Linked DNA regions of Pan troglodytes: regions 1 and 2 are each linked to region 3. The links are chromatin contacts, called in public HiChIP or PLAC-seq maps. All regions are on one chromosome and are shown on one strand. The core of a region is the stretch at or near the end of the contact, and the rest is flanking DNA. Distances in the headings are between cores, read along the strand shown. Region 1 holds the start of ERCC1 (ERCC excision repair 1, endonuclease non-catalytic subunit). Region 2 holds the start of FOSB (FosB proto-oncogene, AP-1 transcription factor subunit). Region 3 holds the start of EML2 (EMAP like 2).

Region 1 (2,700 bases), core at 182-2,681, 220 kb after region 3:
TGCCAAAAATAACTAAAGTTAAAGCCCAAAGTAGAAACTAGGAGGAAATGTTTGCAATATAGGTAACTAAGGATTAGAATCAGAATCCATAAAGTACCCCTAGAAATTAATAGTAATAAAAAAGCCATACAACCCATTTTAAAAATGGACAAGGAATATGAGCAAGCAATTCACAGAAGACAAAATTTACAAGACCAATACATTCACAAAAAACATTCCATTTCCTTAGTAATCAGAGAGCTGCAAGTTAGAACAGTGTGATACTATCCTTTCAGGAAGTGACTAATACTAACTCATCAGCCAGGCCCCTGCTCAGATGTCCCTTCCTCCAGGAAGCCCTTCCGGACTCCGGGGCTGAGTCAGGCGCTCCCCCTGACCCCCATCCCACGGCTCTCCCGGGATCTCCCATCCCAGACCTGCCCATTCTGGGTCATCACTGGGAACGTGTCTGTGTCCCTTACTGAACCGTAAGCTCCGGGAGGACAACACGGGGCTGTCGTTGGTCACTGCTGTGTCACCAGCACGGACTCGCACAGGACCGGGAAGAGAGGAAGCGCGTGGGGGGAATACGTGTGGAATAAATGAATGAATGAGGAAACTGAAGCCAAGTCAATGTCTGAGTTGGATTCAAACTTAAGTCTCTCCTTACTGAGAGGAGGGACCAAGTTGGATCTCCTGCGATCTGTTCTCCACTGAGCCCTGCCAGGATTCTGGGCACACAGAAGCGCTCAGTAAGGGCTTTGAAACTTAACAGTTTGGGAGCCAGATCCTCAGGCCACATCTCTCTCCTCCCACGACCTCCGCGGTCCTCCAGGACCATAGAGAGTTGTACAGAGATCGCCCTGCTCTATGCTCTACTCTCCTGGGGAGCGGGGCCAGAGAGGCCGGAAGTGCTGCGAGCCCTGGGCCACGCTGGCCGTGCTGGCGGTGGGCCGCCTCGATCCCTCTGCAGTCTTTCCCTTGAGGCTCCAAGACCAGCAGGTGAGGCCTCGCGGCGCTGAAACCGTGAGGCCCGGACCACAGGTGCGGGAGGCGGAGACTGCGGGTGGAGATTGGCAGCCGCGGAAGCCAATCATTGCCGAGTCTGAGAGATGGACAAGGCCAGGCGTGGGGAGGGCGTCCAGATGCTAGCCCCGGGGGCCGGACGAACGGAAGGCGGGGGACGGTGGGGACGAAGCCAATAGAATCCGGTGGGGGCGAGGGGCGGAGCGATGGGACTTGTGGACCTGTAAGGGGCGGGGCGAGCCGAAGGTGGAGGTCAAAGGGGCGTGGCGTTACAGAGCCTCTAGCGCTGGGTGTTGGGGACCTGACGCTATGGAGCTCTCGGAGTTTTGTGGGGGACGGCTGTGAGTGGGGGGTTCCTGCTGCGGGATGAGAACGTAGACGCCAGTGGCTCACTCGCTCCTGGCACCTTCCCTTTCAGGCTCCAGATGGACCCTGGGAAGGACAAAGAGGGGGTGCCCCAGCCCTCAGGGCCGCCAGCAAGGAAGAAATTTGTGATACCCCTCGACGAGGATGAGGTCCCTCCTGGAGTGGTAGGACAAGGAGATGCGGGGCCCCTGGGAGGCTGGGGGGTGTTAGGAAGAAGAGGATAGGATGGGGCCTGTGGGACCAGGGTGTGGGTTAGTGGATTTGGGGGCCACGGACGACTTGGGGAAACAATCCTTGGTCCTCCCCAGGTCCCAGTTTCCCCATCTGTGAAATGGATGGGTGGTTCTAAGAGAGGGCTAAGGCAGAGGCCAGACACTGGCATTCAGCAGGTAGCCCCTGATGTGTTTTACGAGGCCAGCACCCGGATTTTTCAAGACATGAATTTATTGCTCGTGTTTAAGAATCGCCAGGTTTTGCAATCTTAAAAAAATCTACACTTTAGACATATTTTGGTAAATGGAAGGACCTGGCAATATTGAAATCTCCTTCCCAAGGGAAAACAATCGACGGGTGATGAGCATTGGCTATGAAGAAAAGGAAAGTGGGCTAAGGATGTAGGGCGTGATGGGGGAGAGGACCTTCCTACTCTATTTATTTATTTATTTATTTATTTTTTTGAGACAGAGTCTCGCTCTGTTGCCCAGGCTGGAGTGCACTGGCACCATCTCGGCTCACTGCAACCTCTGCCTCCTGGGTTCAAGCGATTCTCCTGCCTCAGCCTCCCGAGTAACTGGGATTACAGGAGCGCGCCTGGCTAATTTTTGTATTTTTAGTAGAGACGGGTTTCACCATGTTGGTCAGGCTGGTCTCGAACCTCAAGTGATCCGCCCACCTCGGCCTCCCAAAGTGCTGGGATGTACAGGCATGAGCCACCATGCCTGGCCCCTTCCTACTTTAGATAGGAAGGTCAAGGGAGGGCCTCTCTGAGGAGGTGACATCTTGGTAGAGACGTGAAAGAGGTGAGGGAGTGAGCCGTGGCGACATCTGGGGTAGAGGGAACAGCCAGTGCCAAAGCCCTGAGGTCAGAGAGAGCCTGCCGTGTTCAAGGGCAGCACGAAGTCCGGTGGGGCTGGAGTAGAGAAAGCAAGGGAGAAGTGGTAGAAGGTGTAGTTTCTGAGGCAAGGAGCAGGGACAGATCTAGAGCCTTGTGGGTGATGGTGACAGCTTTGGCTTTCACTCTGAGGCAGGAGCCACCCACCAGCTCTGAGCAGAGGAGGGACATGAGGACTTAGTTAGGGGACAGACTTCCAGGGGGCGAGGGTGTGGGCA
Region 2 (2,700 bases), core at 65-2,564, 180 kb after region 3:
GCCTAACTGCGCTAGCTTCAGGTCTGGGACCCGAGCAGGGGGCAGTCCCGGGGCCGGCTCAAAGTTCTCAGCCCCACTACCGCATACACGTTGCATTGAGCGGCGCATTACCCACCCCACCCCCACCCCGCCCCAAAGCCTACCCTCCCTGCCGCGTTCCCTCCTTGCGCTCCACGCACGCAACCAATTGCAAACATCTCCCGACTCTTTGCAGTTTGCAAAGTGCGCTGTGAGCCTTTTCCATCTCAGATCTAGGGTTCTGATGCGCCTTTATGTGGGGGTTGGGGGTTATTCTTTTCACCCTTGACTTAAAAAATAAAACCTACAAAGCAGCACCCCTACTATCAAAAACTTACCTGGGAGGCGGCGGCGGTGGGTGGACTGCCGAAGGAGTCCACCGAAGACAGATATTGAGACTCGGCAGAGGGTGAGGAGCTGCACCGGGAGCCGGAGTCGTAGTCTCCGGGGAAAGCCTGAAACATTTCCCTGGGCACAGGGGGGCCCCTGTGACCACGCTGAGGTCGCCGGGAAGCCAAGGCTATGGCCGGGTTGGGGAAGTAAGGTGCAAGTCCGGGGTGAGCCGTGGGAGTCCCGGGTGAGCTGAGCGAGTCCTCAGAGTACGCTGTCCGGGGAAGCTCGGGGAAGGAGCAACGTCCCGTTCCAACAATGGCAAAGTTTCTGTGCAGTCTTCCTGCGGTGCCCAGGCCCCCACAGGATGCCGCTGTACCTCTTGAAAGTGCAGGCTCCGTAGGACCCAGGGGCGAGGGAGGGGTTGCTTCCCCAGGGGCAGAAAGCGCTGTCCCGCTGTACAGAATCAGCTTCAGCTACGGTCTCCTCCACGCGTCCGGCGGGTCCCACGGGGGGAGGGGAGTAATAAAGAAGACGAAAAAAGTAAGTCGGTCCTCCAAAAGAAAATGAAGAAATATCTAGAAGAATCTTTCCAAAAACTTTCTCCCCGGAAAAAAAAAGATTAACGAAATTTCATAACCCCCAAGAAGAACCACAATAATCAAGTTTCCAAGTCTTGGTTCCGCGTGTCCCTGCCGTGGCCGTAGCTCTGAGTCTTATGAATGAAGCACAGACCCGCCAGCCTGTATTTATATGCCCGGGACCCGCCCCCCTGCTTACGTCACCCGCCCCTTGCTGGACAAACTTCCCCAAATCTCCGGCCCCGCCAAATCGAGTCCCGCACTGTCCAGCAAGAGGTCTGTTCTAGACTCGATCTGGTCACTTGCATGACCCTCGGGGCCCTGGGGGTCTCGGGGATTGCGTTCCGGGCCACTCGGCGGGAGGGGATCCCGGCCCCGCCTTCCCGGAGTTCCTGTGACGCAATTAGCCATATAAGGAGCTCGGCCGGCGCGGCGGAGTGTTTGTTTGGTATCCTAGCAATGACGTCAGAGGGAATCCCTCGCTCGCTCGCGCGCGCGCCCGCGCCCCGCCCGCGCCTGCGCAGTGCAACGCCGCCCCGGGGGCTGGTAATAATAGGCGCTTAGACTAGCCCCGCAGGGCCCCCGCTGACCCGGGCGGGGAAGACCCCAGCCTGCAGGTCCCCTTCACCTCTGGCGCCCCCACCCACCCTGTTCTACCGATGGTGCAGCGCCCCCATTCGAGAAGAAGAGCAGATCTCCAAAAGGAGACCCTGATTAGTGTGGTGTGGTCACGTAGGTGGGGAAACTGAGTCCCGAGCGGGCTGTGATGCTCAGGTGAAAGTGGAGGTAATGGAGGGATTCCGAGGCTCGTCCTGGTTTCTGTCCTGATTCGCTGTGCGAGCTTAGGAAATGTTTTCCCTCTCTGAGCTTTAGCTTTAATCTTCCCCGCTGGGCAAAGGATGTGTGTCTTGGACCCTGCTGGCCTTACAGGTCCGGCGTTTGGGAGGGATGCGGATTTGGAGGAGATGGGAAATGAAACTTAGAGCGAAGCCTCTCTTCTGATGGTGTTGGTAGCCTCTCCTTCCACCTTTTAATCCACCCGGAGACAAAGAATGTGTAAGAGGGAGGGGATATTATTATTAATTCTAATAATAATAATTAATGCCTTGTATTTGGCACTTGCCAAGCACAGCTCCTGTGCTACGCCTTTCAGTAGAAGATTTGTAATCCTTAAAACAGCTCTGGAAGGTTAAGAGAGAAAAATCTTCATTTTATAAAAGAAAAAAATGATACTCAGGGAGGTTAAATGACTTGCCCAAGATCCCATCACAAGAAATTCAAACTCAGAATTGTCAAACTCCAGATTTCCTACCCTTTCCATTTCTTTTCTGATTTCTGAGACCCGCCTGGTTGGATGAAACTCCCTGAAAAACCTGTGTCTGGGGTTTTTTAAAATGATAATGGCAATATTAGTAGTTTTCACTTGTCAGGTCTTTTTTTTTTTTTTTTTTTTTTTTTTGAGACAGAGTCTTGCTCTGCCGCCAGGCTGGAGTGCAGTGGCGATCTCGGCTCACTGCAACCTCCGCCTCACCTTAGCCTCTCGAGTTGCTGGACTATAGGCGCGGGCCACCACGTCAAGCTAATTTTTATATGTTTAGTACAGACGGGGTTTCACCATATTGGTCAGGATGGTCTTGAACTCCTGACCTGGTGATCCGCCTGCCTCGGCCTCCCGAAGTGTCGAGATTACAGGCGTGAGCCACAGCGCCTGGCCTGTCAGGTCTTTCTAAGCTTTACAAACTCCTTCTTACTGCTCTTAGCATGTACTGTT
Region 3 (2,700 bases), core at 75-2,574:
TTACTCCGGAAACTTCAGCACCTAGAACAGAGCCTGGCCCATTAGGCAGTCAGTAAACATTTTTGAATGAATGAATGAGGCAGGAGCGATTATGAGCCCCCACTTTCCAGATGCGGAAGTGGAGCTTTAGGGTCACGAAACCAGAAAGTGGAGGAGTCAGGATTCAAACCCAGGTCAGTCTGCTTCCAAAGCTTCTACTTTTCATCTCTGTGTCCAGAGGGAATTCTTTTTCGGCTCCGGACTTCACTTCTCCTGCCTATACTCTAGGTGTTTACCCTCGTTGGAGACTTGAGGAAGGCGGTCCAATATTCTTGAAATCCATTGTCGGGTTTTCTACCCTCCCCTTTTCCCCCACAACTTTCGAGCCATCTCTGCCTGACATGCGGGCTAGTCCAAGCCTCACAACTGGGCCTGTGCCAAAGCCCGGACTGGATAATGCGGTTGTGGGAGGCCAGGGCTCTAAGGGCGGAGCTAAGGGCCTGGGGCCGCAGACAGAGCGGTGGGGAAAGTTAGGGAGGGACGGCCGGGCGCGGTGGCTCACGCCTGTAATCCCAGCACTTTGGGAGGCCGAGGCGGGCGGGTCACGAGGTCAGGAGATCGAGACCATCCTGGCTAACACGGTGAAACCCCGTCTCTACTAAAAATACAAAAAATTAGCCGGGCGTGGTAGCGGGCGCCTGTAGTCCCAGCTACTCGGGAGGCTGAGGCAGGAGAATGGCGTGAACCCGGGAGGCGGAGCTTGCAGTGAGCCGAGATCGCGCCACTGCACTCCAGCCTGGGCGACAGAGCGAGACTCCGTCCCCCCCCAAAAAAAAAAAAAAGTTAGGGAGGGACTACCAGACCGCGGGAGGAGGGATTTAAATTCCGAGGCCAGAGCTAATCCTATAAGAAGGTCCTGTCCAGAGCTTTGGAGAAGTACTATACTATAAACCCTTGGCGGTTCAGGGGGCGGTGCTAATGATTCCGTGGGTAGGAATAAAACTTTAGCACCCGCAAGATTCTGGGGGTGGGGCTAAGAGCCTGGGGGTGGGCCTAGATGTAATAAACAAGAGCTCCCTGGGCGGGTTTGGGGCTCTAAGGTCGGGCCCTGGCCTTACGGAGGGGGCTTTTGGAAAATCCAATGAAAGTCCGAGGAGGTTTTGGGGATAGTGGAGTGTCTTCCTCCACACCATCCTCCTCCCGGAGCTCGGGGCTGCGCTTCAGGCTGAAAGCAGGAAAGGCCCTGCCCCTTCCAATCCCTCTGCATCCCTATTGGTGAAGGGCCCTGCGCGACAGGCTCTCATTGGTTCTGAACGGGCGAGGAGGGGGGTCTAGAGAGACTACACTCCGGTTGTGGGCGGGACCAGACGGTACCTAGGGGGATCCGGGAGCAGCCAATCCTGGCCCGAGGATTGTGTTGGGGAGCTTGGCAGGGGGTGTCCCGACCCCCCTCTCTGGGCATCCTGGGGATGACCCCAGCGCCGGGCCCGGCGCCGGCCGCCTGATGCCAGGCGAGCTGAGCTGGGGATGCTGGAACGAAGGGCGTTGCTATGGCAACGGGAGGCAGGGCCTGGTGGGGGGGACCGGGCCCGGGCTGGGACCGGGGGGGCCGGCGGTGGCTGTGGTGGGGCGATGGCGGAGCGCGGCCCGGCCTTCTGCGGCCTGTACGACACGTCCTCGCTGCTGCAATACTGCAACGGTGAGACCCCTCCTCAGTTCCGACCTTGGCCCCGCCCAAGGCTGGACCCATCTCTTCTTGCCCCAGCCTCCTCCTTCCAAGTCCCCATCCCCCTCCCTTGCTGAAGATCCCCCTTTTCTCTCCCTCAGCAGGACCCTGACCCAAGAGCAAGGTCCCTGGTCCCCAAAACCTAGATCCCAGCCCCCCATCCACTTGGATCCTCCTGTACTCCCGAGGTGGCTAGACGGAGAGGAGAGAAGGGGGCAGAAGCCGAAGGAACCCGGGATTGGAAGGGGGAACGGCCTGGGGGTCGATTGGGCCTGGAACTCTGCCCTTTCTCTCTCCCCTCAAGCTTCTGGAATGCTCCCCTATCTCCATAGCAGGGGGACAGACAGAGGGGGTGGGGGTGGATTTGGTGTTGAGTTGAGGGCAGAGTGTGGGACTGGAAAGGGACGGCCAGAGGACTTTGCTTCTAGGATACCTCCCGAATCCTCTGGCCCTGGCCCTCCCATGCATTAGCACCATCCCTTCTCCCTAGACAAATGGGTGTGATACCAGAAGGGCCACTGTGGGTGTCGGGCTCAGGTGAGGGGAGACAGGAGAAGAGGGGAGTTGGGAGGGAAAAGTGGGAAGTGAGGCCTGGTCTCTCGGAAAAGGCTGAGGATGGGGGGATGGTCAGGAGGGAGCGGAGGGCTTGAGTCACAGGGATGGGGATGGCGGAGGTGTGGGGGTTGGTAGGATGGGCTGGCCAAGGCCTGACAGTGCAGCTGGCCGCTCTGGGTGGGGCAGAAGGGTCAAGATGAAAGCACCTCTATTAACTCAGTTTGGAGGTTCAGTCCTCTGGGCACACACCCTAGTGCCAGGGACCACTGGAATTGGCAGGGGACCCAGAATGCTTATTTTGTCCTCCTCTGTCCCTCTAAGAGCCAGAATGACAGGGTGGCCATTCCTGTTGAGTATGGGTTCTTCCATTGAACGGCTGTGTGTCCATGTAACAAGTAACGTCACCTTTCTGGGCTTCAGTAACCTTCCTCCTCCTCTCC

The links. HiChIP or PLAC-seq counts read pairs in DNA pulled down with a chosen protein or histone mark.
Region 1: a contact with region 3 is called in an H3K4me3 HiChIP or PLAC-seq map of stem cell-derived excitatory neurons, with 3 times the contacts expected there. The contact joins the promoter of ERCC1 here to the promoter of EML2 in region 3. A contact is called at or near these places in 2 of 7 Hi-C or Micro-C datasets (induced pluripotent stem cells and stem cell-derived neural progenitor cells) and 1 of 1 datasets of contacts at active chromatin or transcription factors (stem cell-derived excitatory neurons).
Region 2: a contact with region 3 is called in an H3K4me3 HiChIP or PLAC-seq map of stem cell-derived excitatory neurons, with 2.9 times the contacts expected there. The contact joins the promoter of FOSB here to the promoter of EML2 in region 3. A contact is called at or near these places in 1 of 7 Hi-C or Micro-C datasets (stem cell-derived neural progenitor cells) and 1 of 1 datasets of contacts at active chromatin or transcription factors (stem cell-derived excitatory neurons).

The regions. Positions count from the first base shown.
Region 1 is chr20:48,379,659-48,382,358 of NHGRI_mPanTro3-v2.0_pri, reverse strand. It overlaps ERCC1 (ERCC excision repair 1, endonuclease non-catalytic subunit), which reads left to right and starts at 1,431. Exons shown (of 9, transcript NM_001194931.1): 1 at 1,431-1,535. The coding sequence starts at 1,431.
Region 2 is chr20:48,424,062-48,426,761 of NHGRI_mPanTro3-v2.0_pri, reverse strand. It overlaps FOSB (FosB proto-oncogene, AP-1 transcription factor subunit), which reads right to left and starts at 1,314. Exons shown (of 4, transcript XM_016936213.4): 1 at 357-1,314. The coding sequence starts at 482. It also overlaps a transcript of ERCC1 not described here.
Region 3 is chr20:48,603,994-48,606,693 of NHGRI_mPanTro3-v2.0_pri, reverse strand. EML2 (EMAP like 2) reads left to right here and starts at 1,324. Exons shown (of 22, transcript XM_016936227.4): 1 at 1,324-1,678. The coding sequence starts at 1,507.